Linked DNA regions of Mus musculus: all the other regions are linked to region 1. Evidence: chromatin contacts called from public Hi-C and promoter capture Hi-C data. All regions are on one chromosome and are shown on one strand. The core of a region is the stretch at or near the end of the contact, and the rest is flanking DNA. Distances in the headings are between cores, read along the strand shown. Region 1 holds the start of Os9 (amplified in osteosarcoma). Region 2 holds the start of Gdf11 (growth differentiation factor 11). Region 3 holds the start of Cdk2 (cyclin-dependent kinase 2). Region 4 holds the start of Erbb3 (erb-b2 receptor tyrosine kinase 3). Region 5 holds the start of Dnajc14 (DnaJ heat shock protein family (Hsp40) member C14). Region 6 holds the start of Ikzf4 (IKAROS family zinc finger 4). Region 7 holds the start of Sarnp (SAP domain containing ribonucleoprotein).

Evidence for each region. Promoter capture Hi-C pulls out the DNA fragments that hold promoters and counts their contacts. Hi-C and Micro-C count contacts between places; a contact is called where the count stands out from the background.
Region 2: a contact with region 1 is called in a promoter capture Hi-C map of liver, with 4 times the contacts expected there. The contact joins the promoter of Gdf11 here to the promoter of Os9 in region 1. A contact is called at or near these places in 4 of 39 promoter capture datasets (embryonic stem cells, liver and pre-B cells) and 1 of 115 datasets of contacts at active chromatin or transcription factors (large pre-B cells).
Region 3: a promoter capture Hi-C map of pre-B cells shows a contact between it and region 1, with 4 times the contacts expected there. The contact joins the promoter of Cdk2 here to the promoter of Os9 in region 1. A contact is called at or near these places in 8 of 39 promoter capture datasets (the C10 cell line, the HPC-7 cell line, cranial neural crest and 4 more), 1 of 484 Hi-C or Micro-C datasets (B cells) and 2 of 9 other capture datasets (liver and macrophages).
Region 4: a promoter capture Hi-C map of liver shows a contact between it and region 1, with 4 times the contacts expected there. The contact joins the promoter of Erbb3 here to the promoter of Os9 in region 1. A contact is called at or near these places in 5 of 39 promoter capture datasets (cranial neural crest, hippocampal neurons, liver and 1 more), 1 of 484 Hi-C or Micro-C datasets (bone marrow-derived macrophages), 2 of 115 datasets of contacts at active chromatin or transcription factors (embryonic stem cells and pancreatic cancer cells) and 1 of 9 other capture datasets (liver).
Region 5: a promoter capture Hi-C map of pre-B cells shows a contact between it and region 1, with 4 times the contacts expected there. The contact joins the promoter of Dnajc14 here to the promoter of Os9 in region 1. A contact is called at or near these places in 6 of 39 promoter capture datasets (the C10 cell line, cranial neural crest, embryonic stem cells and 2 more), 1 of 115 datasets of contacts at active chromatin or transcription factors (bone marrow-derived macrophages) and 1 of 9 other capture datasets (liver).
Region 6: a contact with region 1 is called in a promoter capture Hi-C map of liver, with 3 times the contacts expected there. The contact joins the promoter of Ikzf4 here to the promoter of Os9 in region 1. A contact is called at or near these places in 2 of 39 promoter capture datasets (cranial neural crest and liver) and 1 of 115 datasets of contacts at active chromatin or transcription factors (regulatory T cell precursor).
Region 7: a Hi-C map of B cells shows a contact between it and region 1, with 6 read pairs. The contact joins the promoter of Sarnp here to the promoter of Os9 in region 1. A contact is called at or near these places in 5 of 39 promoter capture datasets (cranial neural crest, hippocampal neurons, liver and 1 more), 1 of 484 Hi-C or Micro-C datasets (B cells) and 2 of 9 other capture datasets (adipose tissue and liver).

What each region holds. Positions count from the first base shown.
Region 1 is chr10:127,119,798-127,122,497 of GRCm38.p6, reverse strand. Os9 (amplified in osteosarcoma) reads left to right here and starts at 1,338. Exons shown (of 15, transcript NM_001171026.1): 1 at 1,338-1,541; 2 at 1,953-2,129. The coding sequence starts at 1,380.
Region 2 is chr10:128,890,359-128,893,058 of GRCm38.p6, reverse strand. Gdf11 (growth differentiation factor 11) reads left to right here and starts at 1,341. Exons shown (of 3, transcript NM_010272.2): 1 at 1,341-1,812. The coding sequence starts at 1,374.
Region 3 is chr10:128,703,786-128,706,486 of GRCm38.p6, reverse strand. It overlaps Cdk2 (cyclin-dependent kinase 2), which reads left to right and starts at 1,436. Exons shown (of 8, transcript NM_183417.3): 1 at 1,436-1,775; 2 at 2,484-2,561; 3 at 2,660-2,701. The coding sequence starts at 1,660. Pmel (premelanosome protein) reads right to left here and starts at 229. Exons shown (of 11, transcript NM_021882.4): 1 at 129-229. The coding sequence starts at 201.
Region 4 is chr10:128,588,206-128,590,905 of GRCm38.p6, reverse strand. Erbb3 (erb-b2 receptor tyrosine kinase 3) reads left to right here and starts at 1,271. Exons shown (of 28, transcript NM_010153.2): 1 at 1,271-1,486. The coding sequence starts at 1,405.
Region 5 is chr10:128,804,239-128,806,938 of GRCm38.p6, reverse strand. It overlaps Dnajc14 (DnaJ heat shock protein family (Hsp40) member C14), which reads right to left and starts at 1,385. Exons shown (of 7, transcript NM_001359825.1): 1 at 1,256-1,385; 2 at 1-771. The coding sequence starts at 728. Tmem198b (transmembrane protein 198b) reads left to right here and starts at 2,492. Exons shown (of 5, transcript NM_178066.3): 1 at 2,492-2,700.
Region 6 is chr10:128,644,615-128,647,314 of GRCm38.p6, reverse strand. It overlaps Ikzf4 (IKAROS family zinc finger 4), which reads left to right and starts at 1,322. Exons shown (of 8, transcript NM_011772.3): 1 at 1,322-1,594. The coding sequence starts at 1,508. It overlaps Gm26876 (predicted gene, 26876), which reads right to left and starts at 1,431. Exons shown (of 2, transcript NR_152728.1): 1 at 1,395-1,431.
Region 7 is chr10:128,820,345-128,823,044 of GRCm38.p6, reverse strand. Sarnp (SAP domain containing ribonucleoprotein) reads right to left here and starts at 1,281. Exons shown (of 11, transcript NM_025364.3): 1 at 1,074-1,281. The coding sequence starts at 1,109. Ormdl2 (ORM1-like 2 (S. cerevisiae)) reads left to right here and starts at 1,416. Exons shown (of 4, transcript NM_024180.6): 1 at 1,416-1,503; 2 at 2,531-2,700. The coding sequence starts at 2,611.

The DNA of each region.
Region 1 (2,700 bases), core at 89-2,588:
AACCCAAGGTGTTAAAAGCAGGATATGTGTCTGTGTATCTTTTAGATTTTCCCCTGGCGTGGTGAGCTTCCCCGCAGAAATTTTCCAATGGTATATAATGTCTCTCGTTTGCCGTTGTCTAGGAATTGATATTCTCAGGGTTGCTAATTCAGTTACCGTCTGTTTCCAGCTTCATTTCCCTTTTGTTTTTACAGGTTTTCCCTTACAGTCTGGACAAACAGACACTTTACCCACATACCCAAGACCCAGCCCAACTTTAACCAGAAGGCCCTTATTTTTAGTTCTTCCTTCTCCTCTCCCCTGCCTTCCTCCTCCTTGTCTCCTCCTCCTCCTCCTCCTCCTCCTCCTCAAAGATTGCTATTCATAAGCTGGGCTGGCTCCTACTGTTCATCTTTTTGCCTCAGCTTATAATTATAGGCATCTACCTCCACTGTTGGCTCCATTATTATTTCTTCTTCTTTTGAGACAGAGTCTTATGTATTCCAGGCTTGAACCCAACTCTATGTAGCCAAGGATGACTGCTTGGATTCCAGGTGTGTACACCAACTGTGATGCAGCTTGAACCCTGCTAAGCCAGTGTCTGTGTGTATTTGAGAGTGTGACTCAAATATCGAAGGCTGGTCTCAAACTCACAATATGGAAGAGGATGACCTTGAATTATTGAGCCTCCTGCCTCTGTGTCATGAGTGTCGGGATTACAGGCATGCACTACCACACTCTCCTTCTTAAAATAATTTTATTGGAGGGCAAATTCAGGTTTTGACACAGATTATTTGGTTGTTGGTAATATATTATCATATATGTGTATATAAAAATATGTACATGTATATTTGTGTGTATATAAATGTAAATATGTACATAATTATATATGTACATACATAAATATCTGTGCGATATATGTATATTTTTATGAAGAAGCATGCTTCTGTATAGTATATTTTGAAAAGATATTAAGTAACTTCCAAAAATATCCCCCGCACTCACCATCCGCTTCAATATTCTGCCCGATGGAGATGCCATACATTGCAAGAAATATATGAAAAATAGTAAGAAGGTTTATTTCCGACAGCTGGGGATGAGACAACAGGCAAAAGAACACAGCCACATACCACACCTCAGGATTAAGGAGCGAGGAGGGGAGGGGCCCAATCTCGCCGATGATTGGTTGTTGCTCTTGGCCAATCAGAAACAGCTATTGATTTTTACTAACAATGCGACCCGCCTCCCTGGAGGCTTTGACGCCACGTTTACAAATGAGGATGCGTTACGTAAGAGAGAGCTCCCGGACAGCCAATGAAAGCTTGGGGCGCTAATGGGCGGGTGAGGCCGCTGCCAGGTTTGGGGCGGAAGGGACATCTCTAGCAGAGACGGAGCGGAAGATGGCGGCGGAGGTGCTGCTGTCCAGTCTGTTGGGATTGCTATTTCTAGGGCTCCTGTTACCTGCGCGTCTGACGGGCGGTGTCGGGAGCCTGAATTTGGAGGAGCTGAGTGAGATGCGTTATGGCATCCAGATCTTGCCGTTGCCTGTCATGGGAGGGCAGGTAAGGGGTGTGGGGCGAGGTGAGGGTCCTGTGCAAGAGGAAGGGGCGCACGGTGGAGGAGGAAGGGCAACTGCGCACCGGGCTCGGGAGAATGGGGGAATGGAGAAGGGATGGTGGTGTTCCTGCGGTCCTGCTGGGAATGGCAGGCAGACCCATCCTCGGAGACCAGGCACCGACAGGGGTAGGGCTCCCCACTGTAGACCTTAGTTCCCCAGGTCGTAGTGAAATCACTGGGACCCCGCCGGGTGGGGAAGCGAGAACGCCCTCTCCTCCGCTCAGCCGGGGCAGCTGGAGGACTTGTGGCTTATTCTCTCTTCCACTGGGCACGTCCCCAGGGTCTGAAGAGGGATCTCGTTGTTCTTGGTCCCAGCCTCTGCCTCCCTGCCCCTCTTCCCGACCCTTCTTTCCCAGAGCCAAGCTTCAGACGTGGTGGTTGTGTCTTCAAAGTACAAACAGCGCTATGAGTGCCGCCTACCAGCTGGAGCTATTCACTTCCAACGTGAAAGAGAGGAGGAGACGCCTGCTTACCAGGGGCCCGGGATCCCTGAATTGTTGAGCCCAATGAGAGATGCCCCTTGTTTGCTGAAGGTGAAAGGAACTGGGGTGGGCGGAGGGAAGGCTTGGGAACCGGAATGGAGGCCAGTGGGAGTTAAAGGGCCATTGGTGTACTAGATATGTTTGGGGGGGGGGGAGCGTGGGGGGTGGGGTGGGGGCGTGCAAAGCAAAGACTCTGCTGAATGTAGGGAAAGGTTAAGATAGAAGATCTCAAAATAGGTTAAACCAACATCAGAAGGACGGTGGTGGGACCAGAAGAGCTGGAGCCTACCTGTAAAGTCACCTCCTGCTCCTATTGCTCATTACCTCAGGATGCCATTGTATTCCACGAAGTTCAGTGAATACTTGAACCTGTGGGAGTCCTCATCCAAGTGCTTCAAGGATACCATGATTTCTTATCTTTATGGAGGGCAGGGAATGATTTATGCCTGTGATCCCAGGTGGGTCACAGAGCATCATAGCCCTGTCTGAGAAGAAAGAAGAAAGAAGAAGAAAGAAGAGAAGAAGAAAAGAAGAAGAAAGGGCATGGGTGGGGATCAGTTATACTTTAGATGTGCGTCTCCAGCCACGAAAAGAAAACAGCTGTCCCTTCTCACAGAGTCGA
Region 2 (2,700 bases), core at 92-2,591, 1.8 Mb before region 1:
TGGCTCCCCTTGGGGTTTGCTATCTCCACATTAGACATCTGAGTATAGACCCTGCTCTTACCCTTACGCCTAAAACTTCAAGCTTTCTCAGACATGTAAGACCTTACAAACACAAAGACGTAGCTAGGAACCCAGAGAGAGGGTCCAGATTCCTCGCCAAGCACCACTTTCAAGCCCTACCTCATCCCTCATCTGGCTCTTCCCCTCATGGCTCCCACCCTTTCCAGCCCGATCACGATCACTCTCTTTGTTCTATTAAACCTCAATCTCAAGATCACAGGCCTCCTAGATAGTTTTCTTCCGGGCTCAGTACTTGTCAACTTCTCAGCTTGTCCCTGGCCTCTTCCTCTCCTGACCGCCTTCATCCCTGTGATAAATCAGCCTGATGTTCCATTTTATGGGTTCTTTAAACATCCTGGGCTACCTCTGGTAGCTGAGGCTATTCTTCACATCTCCACCTCTTCCCCTTGGGTGTCTCTTTGCGCTCCAACCAAGGCTGACTTGTGTGTGTTACTTCCTCCCCTGGTCTTTTCTCTGCACCTGCCTCCTCAGGGGTTGCTACCTCCAAGGTATCCCCTGTCTCTGCCTCTCCCTCTTGCGCAGGGTACCATCAGCTCCCTCTGACCCATCCGTTCTCTTGCCCACCTCTCCTGCTCTCTCCTGTTCGACTCCGTAGAATTCGGTTAGCCACCCCTCTTTGCGCTCTACCTTTGTCTTTGACTCTCTCCACTCTTAACTGTCCCACTAGTTTTTCTGGTCGTCTTCAGTCTTCGCTCTTGCTCTCTAGCTAAGTCTCTCCCTTCTGTGACTTCTTTTCTCTCTTTTGTCTCTCCCTCTTCCCTTCCTATCTGGGTATCTTTGGATCTGCCTCTTCCCCCACCCCCAACCCCTACCCACCGCTCCGTCTGTCCCCGATCTCTCTGACTCGGTCCCTCACGGCCTCTCCCCCCCTCCCCCTCATCTTTCGGTCTCTTCATCTTTCTCTGGACCCGTGCTCGCTCGTGTTCTCTCTCTCTCTCTCTCTCTCTCTCTCTCTCTCTCTCTCTCTCTTTTCCTCGGTTCTCTCCGGCTCCCTCTCTCGCCTCGGATGACAGCGCTACCTCTTTTGTTGGCTCCGCAGCCAATCGCGGCCGCTGACGACACGGGGGCCGGGGCTATAAAGGGCCCGGCCCGGGCTTGGGCCCCCCCAGCTGCCCGCCCCGGCCGCCCGCCCGCCCCGCCCGTGCGCCCGCCGCCCCCGGCCCCCGGCCCCCCCTCGGCCGGGCAGCCCCCAATCCCGCGCCGCCCGGACCCCCTCCTCCTCCCTCTTCCCTCCGCCCCCTCCCCGCGGGACTCCGGCGTCCCCGCCCCCCAGTCCTCCCCTCCCCTGCAGCATGGTGCTCGCGGCCCCGCTGCTGCTGGGCTTCCTGCTCCTCGCCCTGGAGCTGCGGCCCCGGGGGGAGGCGGCCGAGGGCCCCGCGGCGGCGGCGGCGGCAGCGGCGGCGGCGGCCGGGGTCGGGGGGGAGCGCTCGAGCCGGCCGGCCCCGTCCGCTCCGCCGGAGCCGGACGGCTGCCCCGTGTGCGTGTGGCGGCAGCACAGCCGCGAGCTGCGCCTAGAGAGCATCAAGTCGCAGATCCTGAGCAAACTGCGGCTCAAGGAGGCGCCCAACATCAGCCGGGAGGTAGTGAAGCAGCTGCTGCCCAAGGCGCCGCCGCTGCAGCAGATCCTGGATCTGCACGACTTCCAAGGCGACGCGCTGCAGCCTGAGGACTTCTTGGAAGAGGACGAGTACCACGCTACCACCGAGACGGTCATAAGCATGGCCCAGGAGAGTAAGTGGGCTGCGGGGTGCGCGCGGTGCGGTGCAGTCCGGGAAGGACCCGGAAGCCCTTTCTGCGAAAACTTGACGGATTGGGGAGCCGGGCCACTCCACACAACTTTTTGAGCGGAGAAGATGGGCAGCGGAGTTGAGTGCACGCCCCGTTCTAGGGTGGGGGGGTGGAGGATGGCGCGTTGGGGGAGGGGGGCCAAACCAGGCAGGTTGTGAGCTATTGCTTTCCATCCCTTGTGAGAAAAAGATTCAAGTTGAAGTAGTCCTAGAAACTGGCACCCTACAGTGACTTTTCTGGAGCGTTAGGTGGGGAGCTTCCGTGACCCGTGCAGTCTCAGCTGGGCCGCAGTGCCATCTTCCCACTGCTCTGGCACCAGCATCAACTCCTTGCCCGGTGCTCCGGAAGGCGCCCACCGGCTTTCGGAAAAACTAAGTGTTCCTCTAAGGCCATGGCATAGGACCCAAACCCGGTGTACGTCTCAGCAACTCAGCTGACACCTCTCCTTTCTGCACCTGATCTCGCACTGGGTATCCCCTAGGACCTAGAAGAGCTGTTCCTTCCTGGTACCGAAAGAGCTCAAATAACTCAACTCCACTGCGCTTGCCACTTAACGAGTATCATTTGGTTACTCTCATCTTAGCGTGCTCACTCCCTGTCCTACCCACAGCTGGAGCCAAAGAAGACCCAGGGAGAAAGAACTAGATGAGGGGGATGGGAGAACCCAGGCATCCGAGCCCCTGGCCAAACGGAGGATGAACACTCTGATAGACAGGAGCGGCTTTGAAATTTTATGGCCTGGAAAATCCAGGCCAATACTACCGCCCCCACTGCCTTCTCTCCCTAGGGTCAGGTGACTCCCTTTCCCCTCCCCCACTGACTGTAGTCCCC
Region 3 (2,701 bases), core at 187-2,686, 1.6 Mb before region 1:
CCATATCTTCACTAAAATCAAATAGGACAAGCCTAAAGTATTTTGACTTGTCTGATTAGAAGGGGGAAACCCAGAGCTGGTGTTCAATTGCTAATAGCACTTGCTCCTGACCACCCACCCACACTCACCTTCTAGGGCCCCCACAGCCAGCAGAGCACTCAGCACAAGCACGGGAAGGAAGCTCCTTCTCTGGACACCCATAGTGGTCCTCTTGCCAGCAGCCAAAGGTACCAGGGGGTGGGAGCGAGCCCCTATATAGAAAGGGATGGTCATTTGCATAGGCCTTCCTCCTCTCCCTCCAGAGGAGGGGAAACCTGGGAAGAAGGAAAGGGCCAGAACTGATTTCATCCCACACAGCTCAATGACAGTTTCTGGTTTCGCTGGGTCACATTCACTGACACACTTATTCTGGAAAGAGTTCACTGATGGGCAGCCTCAATTCACATACTTAACAGTCACAATTCAGCAAGACAGAGTGAAGAGAATTGTGTCAAACCAAGAGATCCTTAAGACAGAAACAGCACCTTTATCCAAAAGCATCCAGAAGGGGCTGGGAGGGTAGATTGCCAGCAATAAAACAACACAGGCAGCCAATGAACCCCGAAACAGTGAGACAGTATTAAGCTAGGCTGAGAAACGACTCTATTATCTAGCCAAAGAATCCTTTACAATAAGAGTCCCGATTTTCCAGCCTGGACTAGAGTTCCAGGACAGCCAAGATTACACAGAGAAACCTTGTCTCAGAAAAATAAAAAGAAAGCGGAGGGAGGCGAGAAGGAGGGAGTGTGTGTGGGAGAGAGAGAGAGAGAGAGACCGGATTTTGTGCCCCACATGGAGACCGAGACAAACGGATCTCTGTGAGTTCGAAGACAACCTGGACTTTTGAACGCATTCCAGCCAACAAGGGCTGCATTATGAGATGTTTCCAAAAAGCAGGCGAGAGTGCTGGAGAAACAGCACCGCTGTTAAGAGCGCAAGCCGCTCTTGCAGAAGACCAGAGTTCAGCTCCAGCACCCAAGTTAGGCTCACGACCGCCTAGAACCTCAGCTCCAGGGCACCTGCTGCTTCTGTGAAAACTTAAATGCAGACACACAGACCCACACACCATTTAAAATAAAATACATTATTCTTTTTCTTTTAAAGATTCCCAGGTTTTGCTTTTTAAAAGAGACTCTCTTGTCCAGGTGGAATTTTAATCTCACCCAAGGGGTGGTGAAAATTGTGAGGGAAAGGTAAGGAAATCCGTAGACCAGAAACACCACCAGTTCCGGCCTGCGGAGCCTAAACCAGGAACTGCGGGAAAGTTGTGCAGCTGCCCCGCGGCTCGCCCGCCCAGGGCGGGGCCTCTGAGGCGGGAGCGCGATGGTCCGGTCCGCCCTCGTGACGTGAACCAATCGGAAGGGCGGGGGGCGGGGCCAGGGAAACGCGGGAAGGAGGGGCGGGGTCTCGGATGGCCGTCTGGAGCAGTGGGGGAGGCGGCAACATTGTTTCAAGTTGGACAAATTGTCAAGGGCTGAGCTCTCCTTGCGTTCCATCCCGAGCTGGGACTGCCGTGCTCACCCGGGGTCCCCCAGGTCCTCCGCTCCGAGTGTCGGGCCCGCTTTCGTCAGGGTTCCCGGGCCCCGCTCCCGGGGGCCTGAGCCGCCTCACTAGCGCTCCATGGAGAACTTCCAAAAGGTGGAGAAGATTGGAGAGGGCACGTACGGAGTGGTGTACAAAGCCAAAAACAAGTTGACGGGAGAAGTTGTGGCGCTTAAGAAGATCCGGCTCGACACGTGAGTGGCCTCCGGAGCCGGAACTCCTTTGCCCGGACCTCTTGGCTGTCCCCCTCCCAACCCCCTACCCCAACAGGCGGGTAGCGTCCCCGGACCGGAAGGTAGCGGGGAGGGAGGGAGGGACGCGTGAAGCGAGCGGTGGGTTGGCCGACCGTGGAGGCTCTACCGGAGGAGACTGTCCGGGGCTGGAATCCAGGGGAAAGTTTCTTGCAGTGCTCCAGCCGGTGTGCTCCCAAATCTGCTAGCCGAGAGACTTGGGAAGAGAAAGTTGTGGGGTGGGAGCCCGGGATAGGAGGGGTCCAGGGCTGTTCGTGGAGTTGGGTTATGTGGTAACCAGAGAAAAGTTCCTTTCTGAATGGAGAGCTCTCCTCACTGCTCCAGCACCATACTTAGAACCCTCACTCTCTTTCAAAAGAATGGCAGTTGAGATTCACTGGCCCTCAGGGGAGGCCGGGAGCTACTCTCACCCCACTCCCCTATTACCTTTCTTCTGCTTTTCATTCACCTGGAGGCTCTTCTTACCTTTCACTGGAAAAAGAGGAAATAATGGCCTTAAATATGTCTAAAAGCCACACCCTAACTACCCAGAAATTAACTCCTCACAGCACCTCTCCTGTCTGCCTTCCTAAGGGGGCTGGGGGTTGTGTATCCCTGAGAGAATGATGTTTGTAACCGTATTCTTGTCTCTGTTTTCCCAACCTCTCCAAGTGAGACTGAAGGTGTACCCAGTACTGCCATCCGAGAGATCTCTCTCCTTAAGGAACTTAATCACCCTAATATCGTCAAGTAAGTCTGCTCTGAGAGATGATCACTATGACGAATTCTGCTTGCTTAGCCTCAGAATTTCTCTCCTTCAACTCCATTTCCTGGACCTTCTCTTGCAGGCTGCTGGATGTCATCCACACAGAAAATAAGCTTTATCTGGT
Region 4 (2,700 bases), core at 22-2,521, 1.5 Mb before region 1:
CCAGCTTCCATACGCATATCATAGCGCGAACGATCATACACACAGGAATGATAACAAATTTTTTTAAAAATTGTAGCAGGAGAGCCGGATATGGTGGCGCACATCTGTACTTGGGAGGTGGAAGCCAACAGTCTCAGCCATATAATATATTCGAGGCCAGCCTGAGCTATATGAACTATATGAGACCTTGTCTCAAAACCAAAAAATAAACAAAAGAGAAGAAAGGAGTGTAGCTGATAGCCTTAGCCTAGGGGGAGGGGACCATAAATTCTCAGGGCAAAATCTTGGAATGCCAATGTAAGGGATGCGAAATGTAAGGAGTTGGGCACCAGGGGGCGCCAGTCGGACCCGTCCGGGACGAAGCAACCCAGGGTCCCGGGGGTCATGTGCGGTGACTTCCCCGCGCCCCTCTTCGCTGTCGCCTCCGGGGTGAGCGTTGCTGTGCCCTTTGGGGTCCGCGGAGGAGAGGCGGGAACCGCGGCCGTCCGGACGGCGCGGTCGGTCCCTCAGAGACAGCTGTTCTCTCGGGAGGCCGTGGGGGGCAGCAGAGGGGACGGCGACAGGTGCGGGAGCCCCTCCCCGGGCAGAAGTGGGAAGGCGGACTCCGGGGTCTGTTCCCAGGCTGGAAACCGCCCCCGCCCCCCAGGCAAATCCCCCCGAGAGGCCGAGCCGGCGCCGGGTCTGCAGGAGGAAGCGGCCGGAGACAGTGCGATTTCACGCAGCCTCCGGGGCTCGGGTTCCCGAGCTGGGTACATGAGTTACGGGGCTTTGCGTCCCGGGGAAACTGAGGTGGCATGAACGCTAGGCTGAAAAACAACCTCCCACTCGAAAAAATAGAAATACTCACACTCCGAAAGAAAAAAAAAATCCCTCAAGTGATCCAACCGGCTAGGGGAGTTGAGTGATTTGGTTAATGGGCGAGGCCAGCTTTCTGGGGGCTGGGCTTCGGAGCGCTCTCCCTACGCGCATTCACTACCTTTCCCCCGCCTGGGGACGTTTGGAATCTTGATCTCCTCTTAACCATCTCCGGGGGAAATTGCTGGAGTGAGACCCCTCCTTGACCCTCTTGGCCAAGCTGTGGGCTGGCGGGGCACGCTTGGGCGGGTGTCTCGGGCTACAACCATCAGGACTCCAGCCTCGCACGGGAGGGGGCGCGGCCGTGACTCACCCCTTTCCCCCTTCACTCCCTCCCTCCCTCCCTTCCTCCCTCCCTCCCAGACAGACACCCTCCCCTGCCGTCCCGCTCCGGACTCCGACTACGGCTCCGGTTGCAGTTTGCAACCTCCGCTGCCGCCGCGGCCACCTAATCGCTGGCTGTTCAGGTGGCTGTCGCCTGGATGTCCTCCTAATCTTGGGGGCCCCGGGCCAGACTCGGCTGGGCTCCCTTCACCCTCCACTGTAATCATGAGTGCGATTGGGACTCTGCAGGTGCTGGGTTTCCTTCTCAGCCTGGCCCGGGGTTCCGAGATGGGCAACTCTCAGGCAGGTAAGCCGCGCGGGAGCCCCAGCAGGCTGGAAGCTGGGGGCGCAATCTGAGCGCTCGCAGACCCTGGGCAAGGAGTTTGGGTTCTGACGCTTTGAACTGGGGGGTGCGGTACAGGGTCTGCTCGGACCACCAAGGAGGGGACCGTGTGCCTCAGTTCTTGGAGTGGGCTGGTCAGGGACTGCATTCCTGTATGCCTACCCTTATTCCCAGGGCGTCGCCGACCCTCTAATTGGTTTTATTCTGATCTGGTTGGTGCCGAACAGTAGTTCACACTTGAGAGTCTTGGGAGGAGGGTGGGCAGGGACCCTTCTGTAAACGTAAGGAGCCTTGGCTTGAAAGGGTCTCCGTTTGCTCTCAGGTTCCCTGGCCCCCACCCCATTCCAGGTTTCAACAACCCCCAGTTTCGTTGTTTTGCCGACAGGGCGGGGCTATGCAAGGGTTTGAAGTTGTTGTTTTCTAATGTTGGAAAAACAAGAATGGCACCTCCTCTTCCGTGAGTGGGGCTGTCCTGAGAAGGCTGAGATTAACCTGAGGGCCAAGTCCAGGTGACATCAGTGAGAGGTCTCACAGAGGCTGACTGCCTGCTTTCCCATAAGATAAACCGGTCCCCAACTTAACCAACTTCTCTTTATCAAGACCCAGGTTAATTCAGTGAACATGTTGGGCATCTATTACATACTATACTATTTCCAGGTTATATACCCTAAGCTGGAGCTCTGGAAGAAAGGACAATCAGACCTCTTTCTCTCTCCAATCTAAGGCCACCTCTCCCACCTTCTGAACATTCTACTCTGTGAACTGGCTCCTAGACCCAACTTCTGCCCTTCCCCCATTCAATGCCATCTGAGCCTGTTCCGTGTCTCTGGGACTATGGACACTTGAAGAGCACTAGAATTGGTATCATTAGAGTCCTGTTGATCTTTCCCCTTTCCCAGATCCCCAGATCTCAGTTTGGGGTTGGCACATTCATTGCCCCTTCCCCAGAGTGGGAGTGGGAGAAACCACCTGTGCTTCCCCCACAGTTGCTGGGCCTAAATTTAGCCCCTGGGATCTTGAGATGTGAACACTCCCAGCTGGTGGAGGGGGTGGTCTGGAGACTGAAGTGGGAGGGGCCAGGGGAGTGACTGGATCACTGTCCCATCTGACTGTGCCCCCACCAACCAGGAACCCAAGAGTCCAAGATTCCCACCACCCTCCTCAAGAGGCAGGGAGCA
Region 5 (2,700 bases), core at 136-2,635, 1.7 Mb before region 1:
TCTACTCCCCACAGTCCCAGGCCTCTGCGCTTATCTGTCTGACTTCTTTTTCGGGCCAGCCGATGACGACCTGGGGCCTTGGGTTCTCTGCGTCCACTATCCCGAACATCCTCCTTGATCAGAAAACGGTGCTTCTGCCTCCGGGACAAGGGTTTCTTTCCACTGGACACACGTGAAAAATCACTGGGAAATTTAAGAGGTTCCTCATCATCATATTCTTCTTCCAACTCTTCATCTTCCCCCAAGGCTGGAGAGGTGCAATGGTGGCAAAGGCTGCTAGAAGAGCCATCTCCTTCCTCGGAGTAAGTTCCTTCGGGGACTCCAGGGCTTCCCTGGCAGTTACAAGCAGATGGAATGGAAAGAAAAGAAGGACTCCCATCCTCCTGGTACCCAGTCTCATTCTCTCTTGAGAGTTCCTGGTCCACTCCTGACTCTTCTGAACCTGTCTCGCTCTCATCAGGGTAGCCTCCTCCTCTAGGTGGTCCTGGACCCCTTGGAGGACCATGGCTTGGATCTGACCAGTGGGCTGGATTTGGAGGCTGTGTGTACTTAGGGCCGGAGTGCTCTTTGAGGCATCGTGTACCATTAGGAGCAGTCTCTGCTGAGTCCCTGAGTCCTGAGAATGAAAGTATTTCGGGGTCCACAGAGGATCCTGATGTACTGAGGGAGGTACCACCACTGCGGTGGGCTCCACACAACCTTCTTTCTCCCGGGTGCTTCTGGGCCATGACCCCGGGCTTCCTGAGGATTTTAGGTCACTGCCATCATTGCCTGTAACAAAGATATCAAGTTGGGAATGGTCAAGGATAGAACCAAGAGTTAAACAATCTCAAAATGACATATTCAATGTACCCACTCCCCAGGCAGTGTTAGCTCAAATTCGCTATCCCTAACAATAAACGTGAGTTAGGCAGACCACAAACCTGCTTGCACCAACCCGGACCTCAGAAACCCCCTTACTCCCGAAATCTTAATTTTTTTTTCTTCTTCCTCCAAGAAGCTAACAATCTTCAATCTGAGAAATGGGGGGGAGGGGGGGTGCCGCAAAGGGTGTGGTCGGGGCGGCGGGGGGGTGGGGGGGTAACTCTTAGGAAAAAAAAAAAAGACTGCCTGAAAGAGGGAGGCCGCAATCTGTCAGAAAAGGGTGGGGACCGTGCAGGGCTAGAGGAAAAGCTGAGGGCGGAGCTTCGAGGTGCCCCTGCAAAAGATTACCCGAGAACCCACCGACGGGGTACCAGGGGCGAAGGCGACGTACCGAGCAGCAGCGGTAACTCCTCCCTCCTCAAGCAGCTGCGCCTGAGGCCAGGGGGAGCTGCCAGGGGGAGCTACAGGAGCAGCTCCCCCGGCTCCGCCTCCCGCTCACGCTCCGCTTCCGCCTTCCGTCCCCGCCACGGCCGCTTACTTCCACTTCCGGGGTCACCGGGGGGGGGGAAAAGGTCGCGAAGGGAAGAGAAAAGCGCTTAGCCGAGGCTCTCACTTGCGCGGCGGGCGCGGAGTCAATCGAGGAGGCGGTGCTAGAGCATCCGGCCCCACCCCTTAAAGGGCCCTCCGCCTCCACGCAGGTCCCGCCGTAAGCGAGCTGAAGCCTGCGAACTGTACTCCTCGTCGTCGCTGCTGAAACGGAGATGAAGGGCGGCTGCCGAAGCACACACCGTCTTTGGCGTGCAGACAGACACCCAGGGCACGCAGAGGAGCCAGCGACCCTGCTCGCCCAGACCCTTCCCTGTCGGCTGTCCAGCCAAGAGGTTGCGGAGAAGTGTGTGTCCCGGACTAGCTAGCCCCCTAAAGAGACGCGACACTTCTCCTGGACCCAACTGGCGAGCTTCCACGCCGCCGATCCGCCCCCTGTGAACGCGGCGTAAGGGCCGGGCCAGGGAATGCGGCTAGGGGTACCTGGTTCCACGGAGCTCAGAACCTAGTCCAGCGTAACAGAACCCCGCACTCATCTGCGTGCTGCTTTGCATCTCATTTACATAGTAAGCTTTGGGTCGAAGCCAGCACGCTCCCCAACCCCTACGCAGACCCTGATGGAACCTCTCGTCTGCACTCCTTTAAAGCCTTACAGTTCTGCCAGTGTCCCTGCCAGGCCCGTCTTGCTCCACAAGTTTTTTTTTCCACCCATGAACACCCCCACCCAGCACTAGTTAAAAACCCTTCTCCGGCTCCCGACCACCCGGTTCCCCAGAAGACAATACTCCAATTCTCTGGGAAGTGGAAGAAACCAAGTTGGACCAGCGGGTGCTTTGGGACCCTATTTGGGCTTTGAAAACGTTAAGTTGGTAATTAATCTCCTTAGCATTCAGAGACCTTCCGTCTTAGTCTTGATGGGCGTCACAAAACTCTTCATTGCTATGGTTAGGGGGCGTCCCTCCTCCTAGATTAGAGAAGTGGGTAGCCTGGGTTCCCCCACAGACAGAGGTAAAGATTGAGGGGGCCCGCCCCGTGATGTCATCCTCCCCCCCCCCCACCCCATACACACTCCCTGTCTCCTTCCCCCACACACACCCCCGCCCCCAAGCTAATTGCATTTAGCTCCCTGGGTTTGGGCTCCGACTTGCCTGAGTTTAGGGAGCAACAGAGCACAGTAGCCCAAGGGGGTGCCTGCGGCCAACAGCCACCCGTGTGCCTAGGACCTCTGGGCTGGAATGAAGCTGGAGGTCTAGGAAAGCAATTCCACCCCTTTGCTCTCCTCAGCCCTGC
Region 6 (2,700 bases), core at 73-2,572, 1.5 Mb before region 1:
AGAGTTGTCCCCAGTGTCTGGTTTTTTACTGGCCCTTTCTCAGGTCACCGCCTCCCCCACTGGCCACCTGATAAAGAGAGGAGGCCTCTCGTTCTACTAAGGGATGTTACCATCTCATAGAACCTGATTCTGAAAGCACACGCCCCCCAACTTCCTTTCTAAAAGTACAGATAATTCCCATGGGAAGAAATGGGGGAAACGAGAGTCCACTAATTTACAGCACAGATTTCCACCCTACCCACCACAGACACTGAAAACAGAAACTGAGTTGCTCAAATCAAATGGAGCAGAGCTTATCCTGGTGCCCTGAAACATTTAAGAGAACCTGAGGAGAGAGAGGTGCAAGGATTGGCAGCCCAAAGTTTCATGGCCCCTCCCATCCCAAATTCTTGGAATCAGAAAATGCAGTCTTCCAAAGTAGGTCAGCTCAGCAGTGAACAGTTCCTCTGGAAGGAAAGCGAGCAAGAGCCTTCTCCTGATAGAGGACAGGATTCATCCAGGACTCCTGAAGCCAGAGCCCCAGAGGCACGGGAGAGAGGGAAGACAGGGAGACCCAACCAGGGATTAGAAAAAGCTCAGGGTCCCAGATCTCCACTAGTCAGTGATGGGAAGGGGGATTGTCAGAAGGAGAGGCAGATGGAAAGGAGCCTGAGTTTGCTAGGGGAGGAGCCTTCTGCCACTTCTAGATCCTGGAGGCTGCCCCTGTGTCCCGGGCCCCATGACCTGTGGGGCCTTGGCTTCCCTAGCTGGCAGAGGATTGGGCCTTCCCTGGGACACCCCCTTCCTCCTCCCCACAAGCCTGCGGCTCTCCTCTCTCTCTCTCTCTCTCTCTCTCTCTCTCTCTCTCTCTCTCACACACACACACACACACACACACACACCACACACACATACACTTGCCCCCCTCTCAAGCATTTGTTTTGTAGCTCCTCTTTGTCTGTTGGGCAGGAGGGCAAACACATCTGCCTACCCTCCCTCTGCACCCCCACTCCCTGTGCACCCCCATTCCCACCTCTCCACTGTCTTGGAAAAGGGATGCTGTAGCCTAGCGCGCGCGCGCGCACACACACACACACACACACACACACACACACTGGTACGTTTTCTCCTGCCCCCTCCCCAAGCGCATCCACGCCTCCCTCCCTCCCTCTCTCTCTCTCTCTCTCTCTCTCTCTCTCTCTCTCTCTCTCTCTCTCTCCTGTCTCTCTCTCCCTCTCTCTCCCTCTCTCTCCCTCTCTCTCCCTCTCTCTCCCTCTCTCTCTCTCTCTCTCTCTCTCTCACACACACACACACACACACACACACACACACACACACACATACACACGAGGCTCTCAGCACATACACCCTGGGCTGAGCGGTTCTGCCGGCTGCAGCCGTGGGCCCCTGCTCACCGTGCGGCTGCCACTGCCTGCGAAATGACGGCGGTTCCCCTCACTTCCAGGAATCCACGCTTCCTGGAAGGTGAGTGGCTGGGCTCACCCCTGCCTGCCACCGAGACGCAGACATGCACACACCACCCGCACTCCCTCGCCGTTTCCAAGGCGGCGGCCGCGTTCGCACCCCAGGGTCTCACCGGCAAGGGAAGGATAATGTAAGTTCAGGCAGAAGGCGGCTAGCGGAGGGGGGGTAGGGGGGTGATGGGGCTAGGGAACCAATTCAGTAACAACTCCCAAGCCTGAGGAGAGGGAGAGGACGGGGGCTGTGTGTATAGCGGGGGGGGGGAGGGGGCGTTCCTCCTTACACTTGGGGAGGATGGGAAAGGGTGCTTGGTGTTGCTAAGCGAAGACCGTGACTTGGACAGTGGGAGCTTGTGGTGACATCTTGATTAGGCCTTGGGGACAGAGGTAGAGCAGCCAGGGGTGGAATACCGAAACAGGCCTGGGTGGGAATGGAGAGTAGAAAGACCTGAGATGGGAAGAAGAGCTTTGACGGCAGATGCTTCAGCCTGGAACCGACATGTGAGGGGCCTCAGCCTCCTGCCCACAATAGAGAAGAGCCGGGGGTGGCAGTCTTTCTTTGCTCGTGCACTGACTGGTCCCTGATAGCAGGCTAGCATCCTGCCACCTGGAGCCCATGGTCAAGAAGAGAAAGCTGGAGAAAGATATCCCTTTCAGAGAAGTGCAGCGGCTTGCAGAGCTCCAGGCTATTCCCCAGAGGCAACCACTCAAGGGATCCAGGAGAGGGCCGGTCTCTTTCGGTGTGTGAGACCGCTCAGCTTAGTGGGACTGCTCCCCATCCCTTCCCCGCCTTTCTGCCCTTTCTCCACCTCCTAGTTGCTTTGCTGTGGACCTCACGATTTAGCTTTGCTCCCAGAAGGTTCAGCCAATCTACGATGGCTTTGACCAAGAAAATGTCTCTGATACCTGAGAGCAGCCTTAATTCTTGGCTTTGACAGTCTGAGATTTCTTGGAAGTCCCAGGCATTTGAAATTCCCTCACTGGGGTTTCCGAGGCTGAGAGGGGAAACGAATGAGTTTCCCAAATCTGACTTTGTCCCCGTCAGCCTCAGGCTAGAAGTCTAAGTCTCTGGAGCCTCACAAAGACCCTCTGGCCTTTGACAGAGATTCCTTCTTAGATTTTAGTGCCATGAAAGTAGACTTGAGTGTGTTTTCCCTCTTGCCTTTATCCTAGGGATGACAGCAGCATCAAAGAGCCTCTGGAGTTACTGGTGCGCCTTGAGGCACCTGCCTTTCTCTCC
Region 7 (2,700 bases), core at 32-2,531, 1.7 Mb before region 1:
GTGACACCAAGGCATCCTGAAAAGATGTCTCAGTTGTGAAGAGCATTTACTGCTCTTCAGGACCCAAATTATTCTACTCTCAGCACCCACATCAGGCTGCTCAAAACTGCCTGTAACTCCAGCTCCAGGGGATCCAACACCCTCTTCTAACCTCCAAGAGCATGCATCCATCATATACTCACACAGACACACGGAAATAACAAAAATAGACCCAAAAAGGGAGTTGGGGGTGACATCAAGAGAGCTGGGATCCTTCCCAAAGGTTAAAAGGACAAACAAAATCCTAAGGTTTTCAAACATACTTCATACACCTCTCATATTACAGCTATCTACCCTACACGTTCTCTCTCTAGAGGTAGGATAGTCAGGGGAGGGAGGGCAGGTCATTGAGAACCTCCTGAGAAAACTCGAAAAACTTTTAGGATTGATGTGTTTGCCATCTTACAACCTTTTGGAGAAGCCTCTACCCCAGGTTTCCACCGAGAAACCTATCTTAAGGCCTCTCCTCTCCTTGATTTTAAAAATTCGAGTGCGGGGTCTTAACCCCACCTTGTTAAAAGAGAACGGAAGCACTTTCTGGGTTATGTTTGGGACATATTCAGCAAAACATGCAAAAATGCCACTATATGTTAACTGAGGAATTCCAGCTTTGGGACAAGAGGAGTGACTACATCAATCCGTTGGGGGGCGGGGGGGACGGACAAACAAACCATAACTTTGGGTCAGCATGGGACACGGGGGAAGGACCACTGACGTAATGAAGATTAAATGAGAAAGGGGTATAAAAGATAGAAGGCGCTTCACAGCCGAGCAGGGAAGGGTGGCAGGTAATAAAAACAATGAGAAGAACAGGTAACAGCAGGTAAACACCAGGTAACGATAGCGATAAATTACTGAGGAGAAACGAAGTTCAAGGTAGGCCTAAGAAAGGAGGCACAAAACAACAACGGGAGCCAGGAAAGAAGTGTAAGCGGGCGCCTGACAGGAAAACACGTGGAATAAGGCCGCGCAGGGCCCCGCGTAGAATTTAGGCTCCAGGAAACCCCACCTCAGCCTTCCCCGCGTAACGGTACCTTCAGCTTGTGGAGCTCCACCGTCTCGGCCGCCATCTTGATGCGCCTCAGTCCACCGGACCCCCACCGCTGGCCCCCACCTCAGGCGCTTAGGCTCATCCAACCAATCGCTGTTTCTCTTGCTCCCACCTCACACCAACGGCTCTTCCCATTAGTCAGCGGCGGCGGCGCTCTCACGCCTCTTGGCCACTTTCCACGGCTCTCTAAAAAGGTGGATCCAGGGGAGGGCGGGGTTTGCATGGCCTAACGAGAGAAAAGGCGACCAATTGTACGTCTCCATTGCGTAACCAACCAATGATTGGGGACAGCGCGGATTCTGTTCCGCCAATAGGGAGAGCGCAGACAGGGCGAAAGTCGGCCACTTCCTGGAGACCACAGGTGTAAGAGCCAGCGCTGTGCCCCAAGCCGGACGGGCTCCTGAAGCTGGCAGGTATGGGCCCCGTGAAACTTTAAAAAGTTACAGAGAGAAATCGGTGGGAGTATTGGGAAGGGCGGCGAAACGACAACCTTAGATTCGAGAGATCCCGTGAAGAAAGTGACATGCGAAACTGGGACTCTGGGAGGAGCATGGGCGGACTCTGTAATTGATTTGGGGAATTGTGGGACAGGCAAGAGCGGGTTAAAACAAACAAAACAAAAAACAAAAGTAGGCATTAGAGCTTGCAGAAGTTTAAAAACTAAAACCGCTCCTAGAAGGGAAGGACTCCCATTTCTTGAGGGACTGAGCTCAGACCCCTTCCTAGACTAATTTAAAAATTGGGTAAGTTTTTGCAGCGCCCCACGTTCAGTGAAGGGATGAAATTGCTTGGCTGCTGACAATGCCAAGCGGGTGAGAGACAGGATGGACAAGCCCCAGGAAAAAAGGATGGGAACTAGAGGTAGCTTTACTCTCAGTGCCTTCTTTATTGGTCCCTTGATTAACTGAATAGCTTTCTTGTGGAACTCTGGGTATGTGTGACCTCTTTATAATTCACTAACTTCCTCAAGAAAGTAAATTAAAATACTCCCGATTCCTCCGATCCTTCAAATAGGTCTCACAGTCTAAACTTACTGCTTTATATTTAGTTGAAATGTAAAGATCTGAGTAAAAACCCCACTTGTGTGAGTATACACACTAACAACTGAAGGTACGGAAGTCAAAAGACAGCTTTCCGGAGTTGGTTATCACCTTCCACTGCATGGGTCCTGGGGATCCAACTCAGGTCTTTAGGCATGGTGACAAATACCTTTTCCACCTTAGTCATTTCGAAGACCCTCTTGCCTTTTTGTTTGTTTTGGAGAAAGGTCAAACAGTTCTCATGCCTCAACCTCCTAAATTCAGGGATTACAAGCATGAGCCACCACACCCAGCTGCTTCACCTCTTCTCAAGTTTTAACAAAGTGTTCAGTTTTTCCTTTTTTTGCATGGTAGGGAAATTCTTTCATTCCCAAGACTTCAGGGGATTTTGGCTTTTCAGGAGACAGCTGGGGAACAAGCTCAATCAGGGCTAATGAGGAGACTGAGTTGGACTCCTGCCTGATCCCTCACTGTGGTAGGATGAATGTGGGGGTGGCACACAGCGAAGTAAACCCCAACACTCGAGTGATGAACAGTCGGGGCATCTGGCTGGCCTACATCATCTTGGTA